Linked DNA regions of Mus musculus: region 1 is linked to region 2. A link is a contact called in public HiChIP or PLAC-seq data. All regions are on one chromosome and are shown on one strand. The core of a region is the stretch at or near the end of the contact, and the rest is flanking DNA. Distances in the headings are between cores, read along the strand shown. Region 1 overlaps Nod1 (nucleotide-binding oligomerization domain containing 1). Region 2 overlaps Plekha8 (pleckstrin homology domain containing, family A (phosphoinositide binding specific) member 8).

Region 1 (3,814 bases), core at 682-3,181, 340 kb before region 2:
CTATCTATCTATCTATCTATCTATCTATCTATGGCTGATGCCTGGGGGGGGGGTGGGGTGGGGAGCTGCTTGCAGGCAGGCTGGCCATTTTTCCAGAAACGAAAGACTGAAATAGTGACAGCCATGTACCCACCCTTACCATTGTAAGCCCACAAAACTCATTCTCATTTCCTAAGCCACAGGAGGGGCTGAGAGAGTGAACCAGGCCCTAGTGGGGTCAGCACAGCTGCTGAATAGACAGCTGACTTCTGCCTGGGTCAGTCTTCAAAGAAGAAGGGGGCAAGGCTGTATAAACTGCCACATGGTCAGCAAAGTCATTGCTTCCCACACCAGGCCTTTCTGTGTCCTCTTTCTGTGACAGCCACAGTCCCTGAGTCACAGGCTTCTTATGAGCTCTCACTCCAGGGAAGGCGCTTGAGGAGGAGGAGTCAGGACTGGGGAAGAAGTAGAGTGGGTGGCCGGATTCGAACACTGGCCTGGCTTGCTTTGGCTTACATTGGTGCTTATGGCCAGCCTTTATACAGAAGTGCTTGTAAGATGGCCGGGCCACGTAACAACAACTTGGGGTGTAACTCTAATTAGCATCTGCTATGCTGTTACAGAATAGTTTTCTGGGAAAGGCTCGTCTCAATCTGTAATCTCGTCCTCTGGTATTGCAACAGCAACTTGGAGAAAGCTGGGGCGATTTATTTGGAAAAATACAGAGTTTCAAAAGAATGAATGAAGGTTCCCAACAGCAGGGCGTGTCAGGAAAGGGCAGAGTCATAAGGCCACTGGGGCTGATGGGGAATGACTTCTTTGAGTGTTCTCTTCTTGATTCAACCCAAAAAAGTAGATTGCTACTTTTAAATGGCAATCCGTAAGTTACTGCTGTATAATATAAAGCAGTGCTTTTCAGCTAGGCATGGTGGTGCATGCTTTTATCCCTGACGTATGGGAGACCCAGGCAGAAGGATCTTGAGAGCTCGAGGCCACAATGCAGTACACAGTAAGGCTCTCTCTTAACATGAAACTAAAACAAACATAATGCTCATAGAACATTTCAGATTTGAAAAATATAGGTTGATGACACTTGGCAAATATGCATGTGTGTGTGTGTGTGTGTGTGTGTGTGTGTGTGTGTGTGTGTTTATATATATGCTCTTCCCTCAGTGTCTGCAGGGATCAGTGTCAGGATACTCCAAGGAAAACAAAATCCACCAGTGCTCAAATCCCTGATACAAGACAGAGTGATTATCTTCATATACCTACACATACCATCCTGAAAATTTAAATCATCTTTAGATTTTTATGACACCTAATGCATTGTAAGTGCTATAAAAGTGGTTATAGCATTCGATTCAAGAAACAATGACAAGGAAAAATCTACAAATTCTTCCATGTTTAGTGAGGTGCGATATTTTTCTGAATATTCTTGATCCATGGTTGGTTGAATCTGAGAATGTGGAATTCACAAATGTATACACACTATACACACACACACTACACACTACACACTACACACTACACACTACACACACACACACACACACACACACACACTACACACACACACTACACATACACTACACACACACACACACATACATAGAGCTCTCACTCAAGATATTTCTATGTCCCCAGGAGTTTGCATGGCTGTTGTTTTGCAACCCGTGTCTCCCAGCTACCATCTCTCGGCTTCTACACAGAGCCATACAGTGTATTCTGTTTTATTGAGTCTGACTTTCCTCAGCCTTGAATCTGACAGCAGTGATGTATTTTATTGCACTCACATGTGCCTGGTGCTGAGTTATGTGTCTGTAGACACTGCTCTGACTCAGTCATTCAATTCCTCTGGGAACTGCCAACTCCTTTCTCACTGTCAACAGCAGGGGCCTTGTTGGAATGAAACAAAACCAAAACCCTGTCAGAACTTCTGATTCTCCTCACAGGGCAGATTTCTTAGAAAGGGAAGTTGCTAAAGACACTTCTCAAGGCTGTTGATGCCTAGTGTTGAGCAGTATCAGCTCACCACAAGGAAAGGGAGAAAAATAAAAGCAAACCCTGAGCCCTTGGCTCATTTTTGTCTGTGGACTCTCAACAGCTTTGTTAAGACATCAGATGAGGCCACAAGTCCAGAGTGCTTGAGAGCAATCTTTCCACTCCATCAGCTAAAACTAGTGCCATTCAATATGTCACACATATGTCCTCTGATAGATCTCAAAGCCCTCAAAGTTAGATGTTACTAAGATAAAACCTGGTCCTATAAAATGTCCTTGGAAAGCTCCCTCAGTTTGTGAGAGTGACACCATAACACCTGCTCTCAGTTGACTTCAAACCTACCAACAGTGGAGGTCACACAGCAGAAAACCTCTTCTAGCTTCCCCCTAACTGTGGGTAACACCTCTCATGTGTGAATTCTGACAGTAACATTGCCTAATTACTTTGCACCATTGACTCTTAACTTGGAGTGCAAAGTCTAGAAAAAGAGAACACTCTTTATAGCACACCTTAACAGGACCTCTCATGTACCTCTGGCAAGAATTTAGGAATGTGATGGGGAAAGCCATTGTACTGACAGTGATACCCAGTGGTGGGATGTTATGGTCCTAGCATTGTAGACATTGGACCAAGCAAGGTGTTATATACAAGACTAGAAAACTGCTTCATTAAAACTGTAGCTTCTGGGCAGAAGGAACTGACAGGGAACTAAGTTGCAATCAGGCTATGTACTGACAAAGGGCAGTAGGTTTCTATTTCAAGAGTACAGAGTTGCAAAATTGCATCTACCACCTGCATATTTTATCCTAATTTTTCTATTTCATGTCCCACCCTGCGTTCTGCTGCCCGAGGTCTCATTTTCAGGCCACATCCACGGCCTTAATTTGTTTCTTTGGTTGTTTCCTTGGGCTGTCTGGACAGGATCTCCCTTCAACTCCCATCCTCAAGGCTCCATATATAGAGCTGGGAAAACCTCCCCCTACAGAGTGGCCTAGCTCTGTAAAGTCAACCTCTGCCATTCCTCCTGCCTCTTCTCCACCCTTTCCTCTCCCCCCCCCCTTCTCCAGCCCTCCCTTTCCCTTACTCCTCTGCTGTCCCTACTACTATCTACCCTCAGCTCCCTTGCCTTCCACTGGCACCCCAGGGCCCACCGTTTGGCAGGTTGTGACCTGGGAGACGCTTGGCTCTCTGTTTCTGGTGGCACCAGCTCATGCTTGGTCACTCTCTCTGAGGTGTCTCATGGCAGTTTGCTCTATCTCTGGCTTTGGTTTATTAGGCAATGTTTTTCTTTGTTTCCTTTTTTATGTCCACCATAACTTCCTTAACTTCCTGCCAAAGAGAGCTCACTGCCCTCTGAAAATTACAAAAAAGCACCTCTTTGCCAGCTAGGGGTCATGAACCTGTGGCTTTGTTCAGGTGGTCAGAAATCAGGAGAGAGTGTCCCCTTTTGCTGGTGAACTGTGAAGAGCCCGTGGTGGAAATTACAGGAAAAGCCTGGGAAGCCGAGGGACCATGTTTGTGGGAATTGCAGGCACGGAAAGAGAAGCCTGGTTAAAAGCCCACTCCCAGTTGATAAGAGTTGGGTCAAGTGGAATGAAGGCAGTTGCTCAACCTCCTTTCCCCAGCCTTCTAAACACGCTGACTCACCCGGGAAGAACCGCGGCCTTTCCCTGTTCTCTCACACTTGTGAGCATTTCAAGAGAAAGTTTCCACTCTGGGCTTCAGCTTCCACTTTTCTCACAGGCTTCCAGAGCCACCTCATCCCTTGCAATGACTTGCTGCTGTTACAGTTCTTGCCCTCTGTTTCTTTGACGATAATTTATTTATTGAGCTA
Region 2 (4,157 bases), core at 535-3,034:
CAGGTGCCAAATTTAACACTTACTTGACTTTCTTCAACTTCTCCCTGGGAGGCTTTTCTTAATGACACATGGCTACTTAAACATGTTTGCTTAGCAGTTAACTGTCTGAAGTGACATGCTGTGGTCAGCAGAAAGTCTCTGAGAAAGGCACACAGGAGGATCACAGCATATCCCAAGGGACTGAGCACACATCAGGGCAGCAGAAAAAAGCGCTTTAACATTTAAATGAAACAGCTGACTCTGCTAAAAGGATGTAATATATTATTATAAGTCAACTTAAAGCAGTAACAGAACAGCATCCAAGGTACACAGTGATTCTAGTCAAAGAAAATATGCATTTCAAACCCACAACTCAAAATGTAAACATAGATAAAGCCAGTCTTAAAGAAATAGAAATTCATAAAAATGTTTTTAGTAAAAATATTTGAAAAGGAAAAAAGTAGCAATGTCCAAATTGAGGACAATCTTTGTAATAAGGATAAGGAATCAAAACGCATACACGTACATAGCATATCAAAGGATGGACTGTTAACAATTTAAAAGGATAATCTGTACTGTGTCAATTCACAGAAGTGCCACACTATTTTATTCTATTTTATTTTTATAAGTAAAGACCTGACAGTAGTGAGACGGGAAGCGTTTCCATTCTTGGTGACACTTAGATCAGACTCAAGGGCACACACATGCTAGATGAGCACTGTACCTCTGAGCTACATAAACTTGCAGTTGTCTATACTGTATACATGTTTTTAAATCAAAGAATCATTTAGAGGAATGGTATTAGTTTATATTTTGTATCGTTTCATGGCCTTTTGGCAAAAAATCAAGTGTAGTTTATATTTTGCTAGCAAGTTATCTTCTGAATTATGTGCTACTAAGACTCCATCTCTAAATGAGACAGAGCAACAATACTATGTTCCCTGGGGAAAGGCACGTTGAAATCAACATTCAGCTCTTCTTCAAGAAAAGTTCCAAGCCTCAGCAACTCTAGACAGACTAAGTTAGTAGATGTGCTGACAAGACTCATTTCCTAGGGAAATGGCCACATCTGCTCATTTCTGCCAAATCCACTTGTGGTTCAGCGTCTCAGATGGAAGTCAGGTCATTTGCTTCTGACACCATCACAAACCACCGTCACTATACCACTCCTTTTTTTAAAAACAAGGAACACAGTGACTTTTAACTTTTAGAAAGAAGAAAAATAAAAGTTACTATACCTTTCCAACGAATTATGAATTGGTATGATGGGATGTTTCATCTTTAAAAAGAGAAAACAAAGAAATGAAAGTTTATGTGTTCAACCTTCAACAGAGTGTTATTTAGAATGTCATCACATAAGAAAGTGGTCACCAGAGACAGAGTGTATATTGCCCTCCTCAAGGAAAGAAAGACTCCTAGGTCTCGTCCAATAAAGGTGCACCCAAATCTCTTAGGAAAGGAAGACAGGGGTTTGAAAGATCTCACTACCACAGCCCAATTCCTAATGACTAGCTTTCTTTATAGTGTGTTAGCTGTTTTTAGCATTGGCAGCAAATTGTGCTGCAGTATTGTATCTAACACTAAAGATATGAAGGTAAGCATTACAGACAGAATTTCTGCCCTTAAGCCAACTTCAGTAGAAGTTAGAGCTGAAACAGGGAGTGTATGAGAGGAGGTCCTCTTAGCCCAACCTAGGCACTGAGAGAAGACTAAGGGAAGATAAATAGGGGCTGACCAAGAGAGAAGCAGAGACAGCGACAGCATGCTCAGCACCGGAAGATGGCATAAGCAATGGCACATTCAGGCTAGGCACGGGGAGGGGCGCGGGGGAGGAGGGGAGCAGCTGACACAGGGAGAGGTTACGAAGCTTGGTCTTAGCTTACAGGCCATGAGGAAATGACCAAAAGCTTTAGATAAAATCCAATTCACACTCATTACTCTTGGCTAATGGAGGGGTCAGGCTGACCGTGACTAGGTAGGATAGCACTGATCTAGGGAAGACTCTAGGAAGTTAGAGAGAAGAGGTTAGAGTAGAAAACTATGTGGGGTCAAACTGCTAAAAATACCCAAACTAGACATGGGACCAAAGACAGACACAAAAGTGGACAGAAAGCAAACTACTCTCAAACAGGCATGACAATGTATATCCTTAAACTTTGCCACAGGGCTGCGGGACAGAAAGGGAGCTGGGCTTTTACCTTGCTGGACTTAAGCACCGCTAGTTGAGGGGACCCTGGGGGTGTATGGTAAAGCAGTTCGGAGGTAAAGGCTGCGTTTGCAATCTGCATGCATTCTTCCAAGGTCTTCAGGAAAGTGTTGCAGGTCGATTTTAGCAGGGTTCCCACATCAATTCCCTCCTATGTAACAACCAGAAGAAAATTTTGTCTGGCTACAAAATGAGAAACTCAATGGAGTTACATCCTGAAAGGTTTATATTCACGCACAGTGCTAATGTACCCAACCAACATGTTGCTGGATAAATATGCATATCAGTGATAAACAACAAAAACCAATTAGGCCAAGTTATCCATTTTCGTATACATCTTGCTATTCTGACAATCTATTTGCCCACTGTTCCAGCTAATGGCAGCTTCTTTTGCCTCTGGATTCCACGCTAGCACCATGCTAGGTGCTGGGCACAGATGCAGGCACTGTGCATCATTTGCTCAGCAGATGACTGCAGGGCTTGAGGCAACCAAAATTCATTTAAACACCTAGTAGGTACTTTTGTCTTTAAGGTAGTTTAATTTTCTGGGTGTTTTGCTTCTGGATGTTGATATTAGTAAGTTGTTCATGACATTTCTGAAACCGCACTCTTGACTAGGGATCAAGGCGATGACGTGGATTTCTAATAAAGGTCCCCGGTGATGCTGTGATTGTGAATGAAGATCCCAAGGCTCTCACTGTGAGCATTTTCTTCAATTACAGAGCTGTGCCCAGGATTTCCCATCTGTCTAGAGCAGGCTTCTTACCTTGGCACCACTGAGACTTTGGGTTGGTTAGTATGTGTGTATGTTTGTGTGGCGTTTCAATAGGAATGGCCCCTTAGGCTCATATATGTGAATGCTTAGTCATCACAGTGGCATTTACTTGAGAGGAATTGGGAAGTGTGGCCTTATTAGAGTGTGTGTGTCACTGTGGGTAGGCTTTGAACTTTCAAAAGCCCAACCCAGGTCCAGTGTCTCTCCCTTCCTGATACCTGTGGATCCAGATGTACAACTTTCAGCTACTTCTGCAGTATCGTATCAGCCTGCACACCGCTGTGCTCCCTGTCATGGTGATAATGGACTAAACCTCTGAAACTATAAGCAAGCCCTCAACTAAATGCTTAGCTTAACTTAGCATTTACAAGCTTATAAGTACTGCCCTGGTCATGGTATCTCTTCACAGCAATAGTATAGTGACTAAGACAGTTGGTTGGTCGGTGGGTCAGTCAGTTTGTCCGTATGCAGGAGTGAGGCACAATTCTGCTCATTATGCTTAGCAGCACCCCTGGCTTCTAAACACTAAACAACAATGATACTTCCTCAATCCTGACATTCAGACTGTCCTTGCTCTAGACTATAGACCTTGCAAGAAAAGGGATGAAATGGCTTTTATCTGTTTCTCCCTCCTCCACAAACACAATATCCTACCCACAATAGACAGTTGATGAAGCCAAAGGAAGTGAATGAAAGTGAGTTAAACCAGTTTTATCAACAAGATTTCAGAACAGTATTAGTACCATGGTGTTCCAATGCTTAAGAGAATGAGTTAACACTTTTTTTTTAAGATTTATTTATTTTATATATGTGAGTACACTGTAGCTGTCTTCAGACACACCAGGAGAGGGCATCAGATCCTATTACAGATGCTTGTGAGCCACCATGTGGTTGCTGGGAATTGAACTCATGATCTGTGGAAGAGCAGTCAGTGCTCTTAACTGCTGAGCCATCTCTCCAGTCCACTCTTATGTATACATACCATCTGCATTCCTCAAGCTGTAGCTCACAGCTGCTCTCAGTCAAGGCAAGTGATTTCACACACAGCCTAACAGCTTTCTCTGGTGCTTTAGGATGAGCTAATGGCAGCCTTATTAACAAATCCGTGCTGAAGCTGTCAGTCCTTAGCTGGGCATGGTGGCACGCGTCTATAATCCCAGCACCCAGCACTCAGGAAGCTTCACTAGGAATCTGGAG

The links. HiChIP or PLAC-seq counts read pairs in DNA pulled down with a chosen protein or histone mark.
Region 1: an H3K27ac HiChIP or PLAC-seq map of microglia shows a contact between it and region 2, with 5 times the contacts expected there. The contact joins two enhancer-like sites. A contact is called at or near these places in 1 of 15 datasets of contacts at CTCF or cohesin (the NIH/3T3 cell line), 3 of 115 datasets of contacts at active chromatin or transcription factors (embryonic stem cells, microglia and stem cell-derived neural progenitor cells) and 1 of 9 other capture datasets (adipose tissue).

The regions. Positions count from the first base shown.
Region 1 is chr6:54,954,673-54,958,486 of GRCm38.p6, reverse strand. All of the region lies in intron 1 of Nod1 (nucleotide-binding oligomerization domain containing 1), which reads left to right. Among named protein-coding and RNA genes, the nearest start is that of Nod1, 16 kb to the left of the region's middle. Within about 2 kb of position 1,931, at least 136 of the 459 cell types and tissues checked have an H3K27ac peak or open chromatin away from gene starts, as enhancers often do. A contact at or near this core is called in microglia, where this site is marked.
Region 2 is chr6:54,617,373-54,621,529 of GRCm38.p6, reverse strand. Plekha8 (pleckstrin homology domain containing, family A (phosphoinositide binding specific) member 8) reads right to left here. Exons shown (of 14, transcript NM_001164361.1): 5 at 2,178-2,336; 6 at 1,218-1,258. Among named protein-coding and RNA genes, the nearest start is that of Plekha8, 24 kb to the right of the region's middle. Within about 2 kb of position 1,784, at least 6 of the 459 cell types and tissues checked have an H3K27ac peak or open chromatin away from gene starts, as enhancers often do. A contact at or near this core is called in microglia, where this site is marked.